Regions from separate parts of the Mus musculus genome. Here regions 2 and 3 are each linked to region 1. The links are chromatin contacts, called in public HiChIP or PLAC-seq maps. All regions are on one chromosome and are shown on one strand. The core of a region is the stretch at or near the end of the contact, and the rest is flanking DNA. Distances in the headings are between cores, read along the strand shown.

Region 1 (3,792 bases), core at 562-3,061:
TACCATATCTTCATATCATATCATAGATTCATATATTTCCATATTATCATATCATCACATCATGTCACACCATCATTGCATACCATATTACATCATGTGATATCAGTATATATCTTCATAGTTCATATTCAGTCATATAGTTCAATCATCTGTAAACCTATCTTCATATCATAAGATTTCTTCTATTTGAAATCTCTTGTTTCTCACTTCTTTACTGATTGCTTCTTGTTCAAAATGGAGACTCTGAAAGCAGGGACTTTGACTTTTTTGTCATCAGGGCCTGGAAATTTGTTTCTGATAAACAGGATAATAAATGTATTTGTTACTCTCTCGTCACTGAGATAAATATTTCTACAAAATGACTTAAGGAGGAAGCCCTCCCTGAATGTCTTTGGCTGATGTTTCACAGACACAGTCCACTGTGGTGGGAACAGTGTGGTGACATGTGTCTAGCTGTGACCACAGGAGCCCGAGGTGGTTGTTCCCTTGCACCCACAGACAGGAAGCAGGGAGCCATGAATGCTGGTGCTTAGCTCATTCGTTTTTATTCAGGTGGAGACCCCAGCTGTTGGGCCAGAGCCACCTTAGGCAGGGTGGTTCTTCCTTCCTTGGTCAAATGTCTCTGGAAACACCCTCATGGATACATCCAAGAGCACTGCTAGGTGTTTCTAAATCTTGCTAACAATGTGATGGTAACCATTGAATGGGTGCACATTGATTTATCATAGTCTGTGGACTCGGGAGACATTGCCTTGGCTAGTTTCAAAAGGCAATATGACAACAGATTTGTGTTTAAAGATCAAATTAACTTGTGTGTGATTCTAGGGTTAGGCACCTCACACCCCCCACTCCACACACAGTATAAAACAGAATAACTTCCTATGACCTAGTGAAGGTTGGGGTTTCACAGACAGAAAGGGGCTGAGGAGGGCAGAGGCGGGACACTGAGCTGGCCAGCTATTTGAAAGTTCCTTTCTGTATAACGGGAAAGCAGAGAGACATCCACAGCATGGCAGGGTTGGCTCCATCTCTCTTGGAAACTGGCCTGTTTCTGAACCCAGTCAATACATCCTTCTGATTAGGTCAGGTGTCCTGAGACATCAGGCAGTCTACAAGTGTGGCTTCCCATGAAGTTCAGCCATTGCGGGGACCCGTGTGAAACTTTACAGCTCAGATACACAATCATTTTGGCTTTGGCTTTCTTTAAAAATACACAGCAACACTGAGATTTGGCACAGCTCAGACATTTAAGAATATAATGTTTAAGGGAATAGAGAATAATATATATGTAAAACATGGCACAGCCTGGGCAGACATATAGTTATAAAGCCTTTTGATGCATTTGTGAAGTGGTAAACACATTTCTTATAAATGCAAATATCAAGTGTAGTTTGCATGTGTGAAACACCTGTTTCTAAAGTATTTTCAAAGTACCATTAGCTCAGCCTGTCTGTCATCCAAAATCTTCATCATGTATGCACTGGATACATACGTGGTAAGAAGACAGCAGACCTACTCACTCAGCCCTTCCCTCCCTGTGAGCAGTAAGCGCTTGCTGGGTGCTGAGGAAGGTTAAGGCGACAGGGATCTGTAGATGTGCCTGGTTAGACATTGTTCCTCAGTTCACCCATTCCTGTAAGCACATGGCAGAAGGCTTCCAGCCTGTGATATTTGCAGCTCGATGCAGGGAAACAAATGCACACACATCCCCGTGGTTCTGCATTCTTTTGTGTGACCATAACCAACCTCACTCTATTTTTAAACATCTAATGTTTGCAGTCATCTCTAACGTGAAGGAAGAAAGTAAACAGCTAGGAGTGGACCTTCTGAGTCATGACGAATGCTGTCCTGTGATGTTGTTAGCACACCAGCAACGCCAGAGAACGCCTTTCTCCTTAGCATTGTGTTTGGAGTTTGTTGATCTTAAAAATATTGCTAGAGTTTTAATGCACTTTTTCTCTGCCATGTGTGAGGAAAAGAACTTTTCCATATGATTGAGCCACCAGTATTTCCTTTGCTATGAAAGGTCATATCCGGTAATTTGAGTTCAACCGTTACATAGTAAGAAGTGAGCTCTTTGACTATTTGGTAGCTAGTTTTCTTACATTTTCTTTGAAATAATTTATTTTTTTAGCATAAGGAATACATATTCACATATTGCACATTATATTATATACTATATGTTATATAGAATGTGTTATAATGTAGGTAATAATAACAGGGCTTCTTAGTTTGTGTCGGTGTTTGCACACATTCCTGTGTGTGCAGTTGTGTTTAGGGCAACCCTTCTTTTAGAGAGGTTCTCCATGGGTCTGGGATCTTCCAAGTAGGTTAGTGAGTCCTGGGTTCTCCATCTGTGTCCCTAGTGCTGGGTTTCAAGTGCACGCTGTCACGCTTGGCTTGTTCTGGACTGTGGAGCTCGGCTACTCGCCCTATGAAGCATGCGTTTTACTAAGCCGTTAGCCCAAACTGATTTCTTTTTAAAGTTCAATTCCATTTTCAGAATAGCGTCTGTCGTTCTGCGGTGTTGTTCCATCCTCAGAGGATTTTCATAGTTTTGGTTTTTCCGTATCTTTCTGGTGTTACTGTTAAAAGCCTTGAGCTCTGTGGAAGTAAGTGTGGTGGCCCATGTCTGCAACCTCTGCACTCAGCAGACTGGGGCCATAAAGACTGTGAGTTCCTCCTGGTCACAGAGAGTGAGATAAAGAAAGGGGAAGAGATGGGAGGGAGAGGTGGAGGGAACAAGAGAATGGGAGGGTAGGGGAGTCTGACTTCGAGACATCTAGTATACACTTACTTACAGGTTGTGTGGCATGGACTCAGTGTTATCTTTCCAGATGACTAGTCAGGCCTTCCTCTCCTGTTCTTGGGTGACCGTAAGAAGCAGGTGCTTTGTTCAGGTAGAGGATTGCAGGAGCATCCATGTGGTAGAGTTGGAGTGTCACACAGGCAGCATGTATCCGTGCTTTCAATGTTCTTCCTATTTAAAATCTCTACTGGGTTGGGGAAATAGCTCAGTCAGTGGAGCACCCACAAGGGGACCTGAGCTCAATCTGTACAGCCATATGAAGAGCCTTGACATTGTGCCATGTGCCTCTAATTCCAGTCCTGTCAAGGCAGAGATAGGAGGATCCCTGGGGCTTACTGGCCCAATTCCAGGCTAGTGAGAGAGGTGGGGTCAGTAAATACAGGCAAAGTTGTCGTTTGGTCTCCATACAGGCATGTGCACACACATGCACCCTTGCACACACACACACACACACACACACATACACACACACAGAGGCACACACAGGCACACACACACACAAAGGCACACACACACACACATACAAACAGAGGCACACACAGCTACATACACACACACACACACACACACACACAGCTACACACACACAGTGAGTGCTCCACTGTCTGAGCTATTTCCCCAACCCAGTAGAGATTTTAAATAGGAAGAACATTGAAAACACAGAGGTGCACACAGCCACACAAACACACACAGCCACACATACACAAGAGGCACACACAGACACACACACACACACACACACACACACACACACACACAGGCACACATACACACAGAGGCACACACACACAGAGGCACACATAGCTACACACACACACAGCCACACACACATATACAGAGACACACACAGGCAGGCGCACACACACACACTCACACACACTCACTCACATGCACGCACACAGGCATGAATCCTGTGTGCGGATTTATTCTGAGGACTTTGCGCTGGAGAGCAGGTGCAGCTCCCGCCCACGTCTTCCTCCTCC
Region 2 (3,792 bases), core at 946-3,445, 330 kb after region 1:
TCAGATATGGGGTGGGAAACAAGACTGGTAAGGGAGTCATGATAATAAACGTAGTTTGCACTCTTAGGATGTTCCAGACGCTCTTCCCTGCGGGTGACAGACGGTAGCCCATGTAAGACCCCCAAGGCACTCACAAGGCACCTATACTCTTGTCACAACACCCTCCTTTGATGAGTGATGGGACTTAGGGTAGTTGAGGATTCTGTCCAACTGCAAATAGCTAGAAAATGGCAGCAAAGCCTACACAAGGGCTCAGCAAACGGACCAGGGAGACTTGTGTTTTCAGACACAGAATCATAGTGAAGCTTGCTGGGGGCGGGGTCAAGTGGTGGTGGTGGTGGTGGAGTCACGGGATGGTGGTGGAGCCATTGCAATGTGTCCATGCTGGGAACACATTCCTGCCTCTTAGAGATCCCCAGTAGTAGATGCTGCCATATCTCACCACCCTTTCCAACTTACACTCTAAAGCACTAGGGCTGGGACAAGATGGGGAACGTCTACTTAACTTTCTTTTATTTTAAAAGAAAAAGAAAACAAATGAGGGGAAATGTCCGAAGATTAATGACTAGTGTCCACATAGAAGAACCACCGAGACCTTGGAAGGCACATGGCTGACACCGTGTCCCGGGAACACAGACCAGGAACCCTGAGCTTTCTGAGAGTGACGGTGCCCGATTTCAGCTCCCAGACAAACAGGAAGACACTTTAAATTCCCAAGGATTTCAGCTCCCAGACAAACAGGAAGACACTTTAAATTCCCAAGGTAAAGTAAAATAAAGGAAAGGAAAATCATGGCAGATTTTAGCATAAGTCTACACTGGGTAAGCAGGGTAAGGTTGAAGCTGGATGACCCTGGGCAGACAATCTCCACTTTCTCCTGTTTGATCTCGTGTAAAATAAACGTGTCAGGGTAAGAGTCTTCTTGCTTTACAGCCTCGATATCAGATTGCGAAGTATCTTTCTCCCGTTAAGAAAAGTGGTATAGGAATTTGCTAAAGAGATTATAATAATATTTCCTTTTGGTTTTGTTTTGTGTTTTTCCCCTCAAATCAAATATATATATATATATATATATATATATATATATATAGAGAGAGAGAGAGAGAGAGAGAGAGAGAGAATATTAGTAGCAAGACCCAAACTTTAAAAAAAAAATCTCTTTTGTTTTATGTCCAGGTCCCAGCTATACCCCTCATATATAAATGGGGGTGTAAAAAAGAAAAACATTGTCTCTAAAATATATGTATTAAAATCCAGTAATTTCATTAGACCCTCAACAGAAACCCCTCTCACCAAGCAATTTGTGACCCCTCCAGGAAATCCTGAGTGCCCCGTGGAAGTATCACACTCGTTCCTTCGTGTGGCCTTCTGTTATGGTGTGACCATGAAGACCATCCACAGGCCTGTGGTCAAGCTTGATTGCCAGCTGATGGACTTGGGCATGTGATTGGGTCCTAGGATCTCTGACCCAATCAACGAGCTGAGGCCTTAACAGGTTCACAGTGTGATGTATGTAAGGGATTGGGGAGCAGGAGGCAGGGCCCCTTGGAGAAAGTGAGTCCGTGAACGGTGTGTTCTTGGGGACTAGATCCCACCCTGGCCTTTTCCACACCCTACTTCCTTGCTTCCTGCCACCTTATCCTGCAACCATGACAACCATGATGCTGAGCTTCAGCCCGGGACCAGAACTGACAGAGTTGGCTGTGGCATCCACCATCACTGAAATCAGAAATTAAAATAAACCTTCCTTCTTTGAAGATGTTGATGAGAGGCATGGGTGGCGTGCTGCAACATAAACAGGGGTAGGAGGAGGGAGGAGGGGAACCTGACAGACCCTTCCAAACTCTCTCAATCAGAAACTGCTGCTGTGTTCTGGGAGAAACAGGCATGAAATGCTTGTGTGCGGGTATCTAAGGGTTTTCGTGCCACAGACCCTCCATGGATCCTCCTCTATAGTCTGGTTTTGAAAGAAAAACAGAGGCAGAAAGCTCTCTTGGTGTGGGAGGGGCAGAGCTTTGGAGTGGTAATGGTGTGGTATGCCCTTTGACCTTTTGCTGTTTGCTCACGGTCAGGTCAGAGCCATGAGACTTCCCCTGAAAGCAATGGCTTCTTCCCTCCATTGCTATACAGTGATGTGTTAGTGTCTATTTTTAATTTACAAGCGTTCTGCAAGTCTACAGCGGATCTGTTTTAGCTCCTTGGAGTCTACAGGATGTAAATGCACAACCCTCCACATTTAGATTCTGACAGACAGGACTGGTATAGTTTGCCTCTTGCTACAAACCATAGTGCTCAGGGAAGGCAGTGTAGCTTTAAGCAATGCTTTAGAAAGGGTCTCTGGGACTCCAGGGCCGTCTTGACTGTCTAGATGGGAGACTGCAAAGCCCAGGAGTGATGGTTTGCCCAGAAAGGTCCTTAGTAGGGCTTTTACAAAGAGCTGCCCCACTATGGGGTCTGAGTTACCACTGCTGTACAAGGTCCTGGGACAGCAACAACAGTGAATAAGAAGAGGGCGACTGTGTATTAGTTCATTTCCTGTCGCTGTGACAGAACAACAGACAAGTGTGACTAAACACTGGAGAATGCGCGTTGACTCATGCTTCAGGTAGGGAGAGAGTCGACAGGGAGGGAAGGCAAGGTAACCAGAACATGAGACAGATGGTCACACTAACTCAGGAGTCGGGACTCAAGAGTGGGGCATGCTTATGAAGTCTCCCCATGACCCACTTCCTTCAGAGAGGCTGTACCTCCCACAGTTCCACAATCCACCCCCCCCCCAAAAAAAAAAACAGCATTACCAACTGAGACCAAGTGTTTCAACACCTGAGCCTATGGGCAACATTTCACATCCAAACCATAATACTCCCAGCTGGGTTTGAAGACAAAGGCCCATATAATCCATGCAAATGTTTCACAGATCTCCCAGGTCTCCAGAGCAGAGGCGGCAGGATGTCCTTCCATGCAGCTGTCCCTAGACTCCCTGAAAGGCCTTTGGAGTGCTTATCTAACAAACAGCCTCTGCACATTTGGTGCGGCATGGCTTCCCAAGGGCACTGAGCCTCGGGCCTTCCAGATGCCAGGGCTTGGAAGCATTGGTTCACTTTCTTCACTGATTAGAAAGCATGTCTGAGTTAGGAACACAAGACAAATCATCAGAATTCCACGCAGTGTTTTCAGGGAACAGAGAGAGGAGTTGCCTTGGTTATCCACGTCAGAAGACAGAAACTAGCTGTGGTGGTGAGTGTTACTATGGCCTTCAGGAGTTAACAGGGCTTCTCTGGCTTCCTGCTGTGTCTGTGATTTCAACATGTAGATGGTTACCACAGATCTCTTCACCACGCCATCATCACTGTATTGGCCAGGGAGCACTAAGGGAACAGACTAAGAACACACAATCACACCACACACACACACACACACACACACACACACACACACAAGATTTACAGTGGCTTCCATAACACGGCCCAGCTAATCCAACAATGGCTGTCTCTCACTGGAGAGCTAAGAGTCCTGTAGTTTCTTGGGCCATGAGGCTGGATACCTCAGTAGTTCTAGAATGGTCTAGAGGATTCCTAGAGAGCTGCTGGTCTTCAATCTATATTGGAACCCTTAAGAATTCTGCTCTAGGTTCTAGGGAAAGATAAATCAGTGGTTAAGATCACTGGCTGTTCTTCCAGAGGACCAGAGTTCAATTCCTAACACCCACATGGCAACTCACAACTATCTGTAGTTCTAGTTCCAACGGATCCAATGCCCTTACACAAACATATATATATGTTGTGTAGGCAA
Region 3 (3,792 bases), core at 778-3,277, 310 kb after region 1:
GTTATGAACTGGAATCTCTGACATGCAGGATATCTGATCTCTAACCCCCTAAGGGGTCAGGACCCACAGGTTGAGAACTGCTGATCTAGTGCTAAAGGGCTAAAGGACCAGTCTGAGGAGTGTGCCCTGGACTTCTGTGGTCAGCTGAACAGAAATCAGTCGCCACAGCAGAAGCTAAATGAGTTCCCAGTAAGGAATCTAAGAACAGCCCCATCTTCTCTCCTTCCTTCCCAGCCAACGCCAGAATAGGTGGGTTTACAAAGTTCGTGACAGATTAGAATCGGTGAACTTAGCTACTTGCTCTTATATTACATCGTCAGGACTGGTAGATATCTGTGATCTGGGGATTGAAACTCGGCCACACGTGGGATACGGAACTCCAGAATTCATTCAGCACATGGAATCGGTACTCTGTGATGAAGAGAAATTTTTGTAGCTCTAAAAAGCTGTTTCTGATGAGTCGTAAACCTGCTTGTATATTCTAACACAATTGCTAGTGGCGAAAACTAAGCTGACGGTAAAGATGGTGGGTGGGGACAGTTTAAAAGTGCCCCCAATCCTAAATACTTCACAAGTTTCACCTTGGTCTTCAAAACCACCCTGTGTGGGAGGGGCTCTCGGTGTCCCATGTCACAGACAAGGACCCACACAAAATGCTAACTGCACTCCAGGATCAGAGTCAGTATAAGTAGCGGATGAGGAACCCTCTCCAGGCACCTGGGCCTTCCTTGACCTCTGGTTATGCTGATCCCAGGAGGGAGGGCTCAGCTATCAGAAAGTGTGTACACTGAATAAAACATTTCTGACTACTTAGTTTCTTTACTCATTGCTGGAACGGAGCGCTTGACAAAGGCACCTTAAAGGGGGAAGGAATTGCTTTGAATCACGGTTTGAAGATAGCGTCCATGGCTGTAGGAGCTGGAGGCAGCCGCTCTCCGGGCGTCTGCAGTCAGGAATCACAGAGAGATGGAAGCTAGTGCTCGGCTTGCTTTCTCCTTGTTATTCAGTCTGGGCCCCAGCCCATGGGATGGTTCTGTTCGGTTGGGGTAGATCTTTCCTGTCAATGAATCCTGTCTGGAAATTTCCTCATAGCATGCCCAGAAGTTTGTCTCCTATGTGATTTTACAGCTTCCCCCTTTGATAATATTAACTACCACAAGGTTCATCAGGCAAGTCACCCTGAACACACCGACCTGCCGCAACATCAAACACATCTGACCAGCTTCATAAGAGGCCCCACATGCCCTTCCAGATTTTCAGGGGCTTACAGAAGAGAGACTGGGAAGATGCTGGCTTCATGACGACACATGGAAAAGCGTGATGGTGTGGGGAGAGGGCTGTCACAAGAAAGCATTTGCTGATATAAATTTATAAATTTTCAAAATGATATGTACTTTCCTGTGTGTTTTGTAGGGTGCGTGTGCCTCAGTGAACACAAGGAGCAATTTTCAGAGCCAGTTCTCCCTCCCCGCCATGATGGTTACTAACATCAACCGGACAGACTGTGGACTCCCTTAGGAGACAAACTTCAGGGATTGAATTCTGTTTTTATTTTTACCTCACAACACAAACATAAGATATCTCCCCACCCTTTGATAAAGCAAACCTTCTGACCTCTTAGTTGGTATTAACAGGTCCCTTTCCCGACCCACCCTAGGATGCACTTCACCAGTTTAGGGTTGAATGATATTCAGCAAAAATTCTCTCTCATTCCGAAGACTTTTCCTTCATCTCCACTCTCCTGGACCTTGGCGGGGCCTGGTAAAGCCCTGAGGCTCTAAGGATCCCTTAGTAGGTCAGCCACAGTTCAAACCGTGTCCTCATTAAGTGCACAGCTGGGCTTCCCACCAGAAAGCCTCCCTAGTCAGCCCTTGGGAAGCCCCAGGGAACCTGCATTTCAGACCCCAAGGTAGTGCCTCCCCGACTAGCTTTCCATGTTTTACTCCAGGTTTGGATGAAGCAATACAAGGGAGAAATCCATTCTTTCTGCTCCCTCACTCTGACCGTGACTCATTACTTAGCACAGACCAAATGGTTCCCCACCTCCCAGGGAGGAGGCTCGGAGCCCGGAGCCCGTTACATAAGTGGCTTCCACAGCTGCTGCTGGTAATTGAAAGTGAAGCTCTTCTGATGTGGGGCCTGCTGGGAGTGGTGTGACTCTTTCCTCACCCCGTGATACCATCTTTATGGGAGAGGCTCCCAGAGCCAGGGTGTGGTGTGTGTCGGGAGTGTCCTGCACAGTAGGCCTAACTTCTGAATAGCTTGTGCTTTCTCCCTTGTTAAAACATGGCCCTTCCACGTCGTCTCTGATCTTAATCTCCCAAATGAGCTGGAGCTGAGCTTCACGAGGCAGGATTTGCCTGGCTCTGCAAAGCTCAGGAGGAAATGTGGCTTGGGGTTTCTATGCCCAGAGACCCACCCAAGAAGGACCACCCAGGAACACCGTCTCTGGGCAAGGAATTGCAAGAGCTGTGCTTACGTAAAAATCTCAGAAGAGGGATCCCGGACATCAGAGCTGACTTGCAAGGCCCAGGGCAAAGGAGACTAGTTTGATCTGATTCTGGAGGAAAGTGACTAAATGGCTCTTGAAAAAAACCTAGGGATCCTGTCTAGACTCCCCCACCCCCACCCCAATCCTGGCTTCCCTACTGACACTGCCAGGGAATTGCTTTTAAGGAGTTATGGGAAGCCAAACATACCCCGATATATGTCCACTTCCAGGACCTATTTAATGCAGAGATGGTGAGGCTTGCAAGACCCTTACATGGAAATGCATGCCCACAGGGGAAGTCTGCCCAGACTGAAGGTTAGCTAAGGTCAGGTGCCAGTTCTGGTTCCCCAGCAAAACCCTGTTTCACTGGACCTCAGTGTACACTTCAGCTGAACTGCAGGATTGTTGCGCGCACTCAACAGGCCAGGAAGAACGACGCTGCTACAGGATCCTTCTGCACACGTTTATTCAGTCCTGTTTCTTCTTTCTCCATATATCTCCCCTGTTTATATCTCCCCTGTTTATATCTCCCCTGTTTATATCTCCCCCGAACCCTGGGCCTCTCACTCTTTTATACTCTCAGTTCCCATCCACGCACCAGCAGGCCACGCCACCTCACCAGGGTCACGCAGCTTCAGCTAATCAGGGCAGCAGGGGCAAATCTCCATCAGACTGGATTCACCTGTATCCTGGTACACCTGCCCAGCACTCAAGATGTTTGTGTCTTATATGAGGAAGTCAGGTGCAAGTCATATGACTTAGCTGCAGTCCCTGGCGCCTTTGGGACTGCCGCCACACCCGCTCCCCACAATTCCCCCTTTTTTCTTTTTTGGCAGAGAGAATGTCTGTAGATAGCCCCCCGCAGCCATGCCCCTTACCCGTCCTTGGGTGACAAACAGCATTGGTTTGATCCCTGTCTTAGGTTGGTGACATGCCCAGGGAGTCTTATCACTGACTACCTCTCTATCATGCCAAGCCACACCTGGGGAGATTGTGTTTTGCTTGTGGCAGGTGCATCAAAAGGCCAGGATGTTGATTAATCTATGGCCAGATCTTAATTGCTGCAAGCAAGCCTCATGGGTGAAGGTAGAGGTCTGATCCCCAGTGTGCAAGCATAGGGGCCCTACACAAAACCATCCCTTAGGCTCATCACCCAGAGAGGTCTTGGCCAGCTCCCGTGTCGTTTTTCCTAGGGGAAGGGAACTAGGACACTGAACCTTCATGCAATCAGACGTGCCTTCCACAGGATGCCAACAGCAAGCTATCCTCTGTGCAGTGCTTAGCCTCGCACCCCACGGCAT

Evidence for each region. HiChIP or PLAC-seq counts read pairs in DNA pulled down with a chosen protein or histone mark.
Region 2: a contact with region 1 is called in a FOXA1 HiChIP or PLAC-seq map of pancreatic cancer cells. The contact joins two enhancer-like sites. A contact is called at or near these places in 1 of 484 Hi-C or Micro-C datasets (bone marrow-derived macrophages), 1 of 115 datasets of contacts at active chromatin or transcription factors (pancreatic cancer cells) and 1 of 9 other capture datasets (embryonic stem cells).
Region 3: a FOXA1 HiChIP or PLAC-seq map of pancreatic cancer cells shows a contact between it and region 1. The contact joins two enhancer-like sites. A contact is called at or near these places in 1 of 484 Hi-C or Micro-C datasets (bone marrow-derived macrophages) and 1 of 115 datasets of contacts at active chromatin or transcription factors (pancreatic cancer cells).

The regions. Positions count from the first base shown.
Region 1 is chr6:146,302,875-146,306,666 of GRCm38.p6, reverse strand. All of the region lies in intron 34 of Itpr2 (inositol 1,4,5-triphosphate receptor 2), which reads left to right. Among named protein-coding and RNA genes, the nearest start is that of Gm35596, 85 kb to the right of the region's middle. Within about 2 kb of position 1,811, at least 8 of the 459 cell types and tissues checked have an H3K27ac peak or open chromatin away from gene starts, as enhancers often do. A contact at or near this core is called in pancreatic cancer cells, where this site is marked.
Region 2 is chr6:145,971,819-145,975,610 of GRCm38.p6, reverse strand. The region is part of intron 1 of Gm32838 (a long non-coding RNA gene); the gene reads right to left. Gm38928 (a long non-coding RNA gene) reads left to right here. Exons shown (of 3, transcript XR_869599.2): 2 at 1-763; 3 at 1,317-1,680. Among named protein-coding and RNA genes, the nearest start is that of Gm38928, 3.8 kb to the left of the region's middle. Within about 2 kb of position 2,195, at least 44 of the 459 cell types and tissues checked have an H3K27ac peak or open chromatin away from gene starts, as enhancers often do. A contact at or near this core is called in pancreatic cancer cells, where this site is marked.
Region 3 is chr6:145,997,131-146,000,922 of GRCm38.p6, reverse strand. The region is part of intron 2 of Gm32838 (a long non-coding RNA gene); the gene reads right to left. It overlaps Gm32914 (a long non-coding RNA gene), which reads left to right. Exons shown (of 4, transcript XR_869600.1): 4 at 1-1,387. Among named protein-coding and RNA genes, the nearest start is that of Gm32914, 15 kb to the left of the region's middle. Within about 2 kb of position 2,027, at least 162 of the 459 cell types and tissues checked have an H3K27ac peak or open chromatin away from gene starts, as enhancers often do. A contact at or near this core is called in pancreatic cancer cells, where this site is marked.